Linked DNA regions of Danio rerio: region 1 is linked to region 2. A link is a contact called in public Hi-C data. All regions are on one chromosome and are shown on one strand. The core of a region is the stretch at or near the end of the contact, and the rest is flanking DNA. Distances in the headings are between cores, read along the strand shown. Region 1 has its middle 12 kb from the start of glrx5. Region 2 has its middle 31 kb from the start of si:dkey-63b1.1.

Region 1 (3,500 bases), core at 601-3,100, 200 kb after region 2:
TTGTACATCTACATTCCACATCTGTTATCCTGAAACCTATGGCACACATAAAACCTCCAAAACGACAACACTTCAATCACAGCATCTTGCACCCAAGCTGTTGAATTTGCTGGATATTGAGCTGGATGTCACTGCTGGCAGGCATTCAAGTTCTTACTGAAGGAAGAATGCAAGATGGAAAAATACTTAATGGGATAGTTTAAATCTTGGGGAACAGGCTGTAAAAACCTGGTGTAAATGCCCCTACTGTGAACATACCTTCCCAAGTGCAACAAATTATTTTATTGCACAAAATTTACAAAGGTATTGAAGGATGAAAAATATTTTAAAACTGTTTACTGAAACGTTCTTTGAGGGAAAGTCTTTCAATTGCATAGTCAAAAATATAAATTTTTTGCAACCATTATTTTTAATAAAGCTAGTGTTTCTCCAGTAGGTGCAGACAGACCTATTTGTTCTTAGACTTTAAAATAGTCCACTAACTCAGACAGTATCCCTTGTTTAGAATGTCTGATTCCCCATAAACACATCATATAAGCCCATCAGTGGGAAATGTTTTTGGCCCAATCCCTCTACCTGTTAGCCCTTCCCCTTACTCTGCTGTTGTGGCTGGTGTATTCTGGCAAATTTTCTTACCCCTTGGTTTCGAGTGTGGTCCTAAAAAATCTTCATTCGAAGGGTTATCTACCCCTTCCCTTTAGCCCTACGCCTTCAAACTAAAGAGAATTGGGACACCCCTAACCCTTGAGATAAACGCGCAAAACAAGGAGTAGGGGTGACGGGGATGACTGCACCCAGAAGTAAGGAGATCCTCAAATTAGTATTTTTTGTCAGTATTATAAATTTTTACAACAAATAAGCACATTATAATATATCTATAACCGCGTTTATGTTTTACTATCATGCTTTTGAAAAAAATGCTAAAATAAAAAACGCAAAATTTCGCAATCTAAAGTCCATAATCATAACTCCTGTATAGCAGTCTCTCAACATTTTCACACTCTGTGACACTCAAAAACCCTGTCAGTAATGTCTAGCTTTTTACAGTGTCTATATTGTCTATAATGTTAATGTTGTTTTGGTGTGTTGGCCAATATGGCCACTGTGTAAATGAGCAGTACAGTTACAATCTTATTGCCACAGTATATCGTGATGATAATATAATATGCCTTCGGTGATTTCCTGAAGATAAATACCAAAACATAACAAAACTGGAATAACTACAGCAATCACGATTGTCTGATCTCAAATGAAGCATGTGATCTTGATCCTGATGACATATGATGACGTGTGCAGATGCTGTAGTGGTGTCCTAATTCTTAGGGGTAATTTATGAAGCCCCTCCCCTTCACTCTTGGTTGTAAGGGCCAAGGGGAAGGGTTAGGGATACAAAAATAGAACTGGGTTTGGGCCTTAATTAGATCCCTTTTCATGTCACGTCAACTAAAACTATAACTGAGAGACTTACACAATTTCTTTCAGTCTTCAATTTCTTCCAAAAAATCATCTTTCAATCAGATGAGCACATGAGTGCCACACGTGTGGATCCAGAGATTTAGCCTCAAAGGTCCTGACATCATTGTTTTTATTTTGCATTTCATAGAGAGCTAACACTTTTCGACTTCCAATCCTGAGTGTTTTCGAAGATGTAGCTCTGACGGCTGTTGAGATGCCGACTTCTCGCCTCCGTCTAGGTGTCTACATGTACCTACAGAGCAGAGGTGTCAGACACTCTTCAGGCACTTGCACCCAATGACCTGATTCTGCTGGCAAACTAAATCCACATAGAGAAAAGTGGCATTCCCTGCTGCTTTCCACTGATGTAGTTGAAAACCTAGTTGTTGCCTAGCAACCAGCTCAGACAGAGGCGAAGGAGTGCTGGGATATGAAGGCTTTTAAGAGGATGAGTGGAAACCAGGCAGATCAGATGACTTTTATAATACAAATAATGAAAGAACAGCAATTTCCACATCTAACTTTTAAAATAATTGAATACAGTAATGAGCGACACGATGGATCAGTGGTTAGCACTGTCGCCTCCCAGCAAGAAGGTCGCTGGTTCGAATGCCAGCTGAATAAGTTGGCATTTCTGCATGGATTTCCTTCGTGTGCTCCAGTTTCCCTTACAGTCCAAAGACATGCAGTACAGGTGAATTGAATAACCTAAATTGGCTGTAGCGTATGTATGTGAATGAGTGTGTATGGATATTTTCCAGTATTGGGTTGCAGCTAGAAAAGCATTTGAATCCGCTGTGGCGACCCCTGTTGAATAAAGAGACTAAGAAGAAGGAAAATTAATAAATTAATGAATACAGTAATGTAAACCATCACATTTTCACTCATGACCAGGTCTAGAAAATATGATCATATCACCCAAACTTTATCCTCCTTCCACTGGATTCCTGTTAAGTTTTGTATTGAATTTAAAAATTGCTTCTAACCTATAAAGCTTTAAATAATCAAGTTTCTGATTATCTAACCAACCTTCTGTCACGCTACAATCCAACCCGCTCTTTAAGGTCTCAAAACTCAGGGCTTCTGGTAGTACTTAGAATAGCTAAGTCGAGTAAAGGAGGTTGAGTCTTCTCAATTACGGCTCCTAAACTCTGGAATAGCTTTCCTAAGTGTCAGAGGCTCAGACACACTCTCCCAATTCAAAACTAGATTAAAGACCTACATTTTTAGTAAAGCATATACTCAGTGCATCACTTAGTGGTATGATACATGAATGTGCTCCACACAGGTTTCTGCATCTTGTTTATTTACACTATGAACAGCAGCTTTGCTAATTATTCTCATTATTCTCTATTTCCACCATGCCGGGACCCTCAAACTAAGCTTCGCCACTGATTCGATCCAAGATTAGCGACGAAATGATCCCAAGGTTTCCATATTCTGGACCAGGCCGTATCCTGAGCAGCTACTCTGGCGGTCATGGAGGAATGGAGAACATAACGCTGCTTCCTGTGACGCTCCAGGGACAAGACGTTAGGCCAGTGGAGAAATGGTCGTGCCCAACTGAGCCTGGTTTCTCTCGAGGTTTTTTAATTCTTCACTTTCGCCAATTGGTGAAGTTTTATCCTTGCCACTGTCGCCACTGGCTTGCTTGGTTCAGGATCTGTAGAGCTGCACATCGATGGATTGCTCTTCAGTGTTTGGACTCTCAGTAGTGTTTATTAAACCACACTGAACTAAGCTAAACTGAACTGAACTTAAACTATGAAAACTGAACTACACTGTTTCAATTTACTGTGATTATGTGAAGCTGCTTTGACACGATCTACATTGTAAAAGCGCTATACAAATAAAGGTGAATTGAATGACTTATTACTTATTGATGCCTAATTAGGACCCTATGAGAACACGTATTGATGCTTAATTAGGACCCTAGGACATCACGTATTGATGCTTAATTAGGACCCTATGGGCATCACATATTGACGCTTTATCTAATCACTTTTGACACTCGGGGTACCCCTCTGTTCTCATTTTTCGAAGTA
Region 2 (3,515 bases), core at 529-3,028:
TTGGATCTTACCTCCTGTTGTATCTGTCACTTCTACCCCGTCGTTACATATATATATATATATATATATGTATTTTGTTATTTTATTTTATGGTAATTATTTATTATTTTATAATATTAAACACCAATTCTTTGAAGTACAAACATCTAGAAAGTCAAATTATAAATCACAAATAAACTTGTCCCACAAGCAAAAAATTATAGTAATAGAAGGTGCTAAGTATCATTTACACAACTACTAAATTCCATCATGGTAACACACATAAAATTTAAATATATAAATTTATCTAATTTAAAAAAATATATAATTTATCGACATTAGATGTATACATAAAACTCTGATGTACATCATTGATGACAAAAAAAAAAAAAGATGCATTGTAATGTAAACAAAATAGCTTAAAAAGTTCACACTTAGATTGCTTGATGCTATTAGCGGGTTTGGCATGCTATTGCGAGAGAGAAGCCTGAGCTCTAATGAGATGATTGAGGCCAGGACTCCTGCCTGGTCAAAAAGCATGTATGGGGGTCCAAGAGCAGATAGGTCTTGAGAGCTCCCCCTAGTAAAAGGAGGCAAAAGAGGTGATGGGGTGGTAGGGGGATTCTTCCAAAACGAAGACAAGGCAGTAGGGTAAAATCATTCTATTTATTGTAGGCTTGGATCAATCTAATTGGATTATCGCTGATTACAGATGAGAGAATAGCCGTAAAACTTCACTTAACTGTTTAAATTAAGGTAACTTACAGTAAACCAGCTTACAGATTTTGTTGTAGCATTTTTACATTTTTTCTTAAATTTTTTACAGTTCAAATTATGGTCATATTTTTACTGTCAGATTTAATGGAGAATTTCCACAGACAAAATGATTTTTAGACTATATTCTGTCCTCTTACCCCAACGCTACCCCAAAACCCGACCATCACAGACAACATTCTGCATTTGTACATATACAAAATATTTCATTCTAGAGGATTAGGAAGCCAATTTCCTAATGAAGACAAACAATTTCCCACAAGACAATTTTTTTTTTCAATAAGTTACTATATTGTATAGTTATTAATATATTATTACACAGTTAATAAAATAAGTATTTACACAATGACTGTATTTTGAATCAAATAAACGCAATCTTAGGGACAGATCTCTATCAAAAACTCTTTTTATTGGTTTTATACACTTTCAGAAAAAAAAAAAAAAGGTACTCAAGCTGTCACTAGGGTGGTACCTTCTCAAAAGGTACATATTAGTAATTAATGGGTCCATATTGGTACCTCAAAAGTACATATTAGTACCCCCCAAAAATTTAGAGAAACACTTTTGTACTTTTTAGGTACTAGTATGTACCCTCGAGGTATTAATATAGACCTTTTGTAACTTTTTGATATTGTACCACCCCAGTGACAGGTCACATACCTTGATTTCTGAGAGTGTATATTTAGAAAACACAAGAACTTCAATCTCAATGATTAGATTTAAGAACATGTTTGAAATGACATAATACTATTAAACATGGGTGTTTATATCTATGATCAGAAAACTGTTATTTTGTAATACCACCTCTGAGTAACTAAATGCATTACATTTCTTAGAGAGAAAAAAAAAAACAGCGTATGCATTTACTACTTTATAATTAGTGAATTACAATAACCACCTTCTGACCGTGCTTTAATAGTAAACTCAGATGTGAGAGGCTCTTATGAGCACTAGGCGGCACTGCACATGCTGTAATCTCAGGCTGTGTTTGATTATGAGGAAGACAGGCTAGGAAACTGGACTGACGTCAGTGCTCTACTGGAGTCAGACAGATTAACTCACATGGTTTGGCTGATCCAGGCTGATGGATGAGGCTTGCTGCTTTCTCCAGGCCAACCGCTGATCTTTTACCGAACACACTCCCAAATTAGGTTTCAATTGATTGGCCTCATGATGCATTTCTGTGCAGTGTATTATGTCCTCTAGTCAATACAGTAGACACACACACAATGACTCAGTTTCACCAGTGACTGGATGCTAAAAGTGCTGCTGCATAAATTTGAGTAATAATGGCTTGGTCAGAGGCTTATCCTTCCTTAACAAAAGACAGTGAATTTATTTAGTTACTTGGAGGTGGAAGTGCAGAGGTTTTAAAGTTATTTTGCCCTCTCTGTTCATATTATAGCAAAGATCATGTGTCTAGCATTATTATGTAATTTTAGACTCATTTTCTTGCATAATGCAATCAGTGAAAGCTGAGAGTATAGCTTTATTGTTATGGTGATTTTTTTAATATGTGACAATTTGATTGTATAATGTGAATTTGTATTTGACTGTGTGTTTTCTAAACATGTAATAATGCCATTTAAAAGTTTGACTTTTTATTGTCTTTGAAAGAAATCACTAAGATAAGCATTTATTTTGATTCAATATGCAGTATTATTGTGAAAAATTCTTACTCTTTGAAATACCTGACTAAAATTAAATTACATTTTAAATCTAATTTTTTGATATGATGGCAAATTATTATTTAGAGATCAGAAATGCTTATATATTATTATTGCTTAATATTTTTGTGTACAATATAGATTAAAAGCATAACTTATAGTATTAAAGGTTTTGCTTCAAAGTTTGCTTAATAATTGACTGTTTGAGTGTAAATGCATAGAGTGATTTTATATAAAGCCATTAAACAATTAAGCGACCACTTGACAAATTTCAGTTTCTCTTAAATTACCTATGTAACCACACCAGACCTACGCCACCCAACCCACTTCAAGCTGGAATTGGACCACTGACCTTCCGCCCAGGAGTCTGTTGCTCTAACAAGGAGGCTAAACACCTACACTCTCTGAAATAAAGGTACAAAACCTATCAATAAGGGGGTACCTTTGCTAAAGGTATCAAGGACCACATTTGTTTCTTAATGGTACATATTAATACCTAAATGGTACAAATGTGGACCATAATACCTTAACAGTACAAAAGTGTACTGTAAAGGTGTGAAATATTGTAACTTAAAATACAAATGTGTACCTGTAGAAAAGATACTGTGCAATATGCTGAAAAAAAACAAAAACAAAAACAGCTTAAACCAGCCTAGGCTGGTTGACTGGTTTTAGCTGGTCGACCAGGTTTTAGAGAGGTTTAGGCCATTTCTAGGTAGATTTTCAGCCATTTGAAGCCTGGTCTTAGCTGGTCAGGCTAGAAAATTACCAGTTAAAACCAGCTTAACCAGTCTGGTTTAAGCTAGACAGGCTCCCAGGCTGGCTAGGCTGGTCAAACTGGTTGTAGCTGGTCATCTCTCAGTTTGACTAACTAAGACTAGGCTTTAAACTAACCTGGAAATGGCCAACACACCTCTAAAACCAGGTTGGTCAACCAGCTAAAACCAGCTTAGACCTGTTTAGCTTTTTTTTTTTTTTTTCAGTTCGGCAGTGACAGGTTTTGTAGCTTTATTTCTGAGAGTGTATTTATTTGTTAGGTTTGAGTAAAATGTTATTGTTTTTTTTATAGGACAATGTGTGTGTTATATTATGACA

Evidence for each region. A called contact is a pair of places that touch in the nucleus more often than the background predicts.
Region 1: a Hi-C map of an unstated tissue shows a contact between it and region 2, with 3 times the contacts expected there. The contact joins two enhancer-like sites. A contact is called at or near these places in 2 of 18 Hi-C or Micro-C datasets (caudal fin and an unstated tissue).

What each region holds. Positions count from the first base shown.
Region 1 is chr20:10,638,976-10,642,475 of GRCz12tu, forward strand. No RefSeq gene overlaps it. Among named protein-coding and RNA genes, the nearest start is that of glrx5, 12 kb to the right of the region's middle. Within about 2 kb of position 1,851, at least 4 of the 62 cell types and tissues checked have an H3K27ac peak or open chromatin away from gene starts, as enhancers often do.
Region 2 is chr20:10,444,038-10,447,552 of GRCz12tu, forward strand. No RefSeq gene overlaps it. Among named protein-coding and RNA genes, the nearest start is that of si:dkey-63b1.1, 31 kb to the right of the region's middle. Within about 2 kb of position 1,779, at least 6 of the 62 cell types and tissues checked have an H3K27ac peak or open chromatin away from gene starts, as enhancers often do.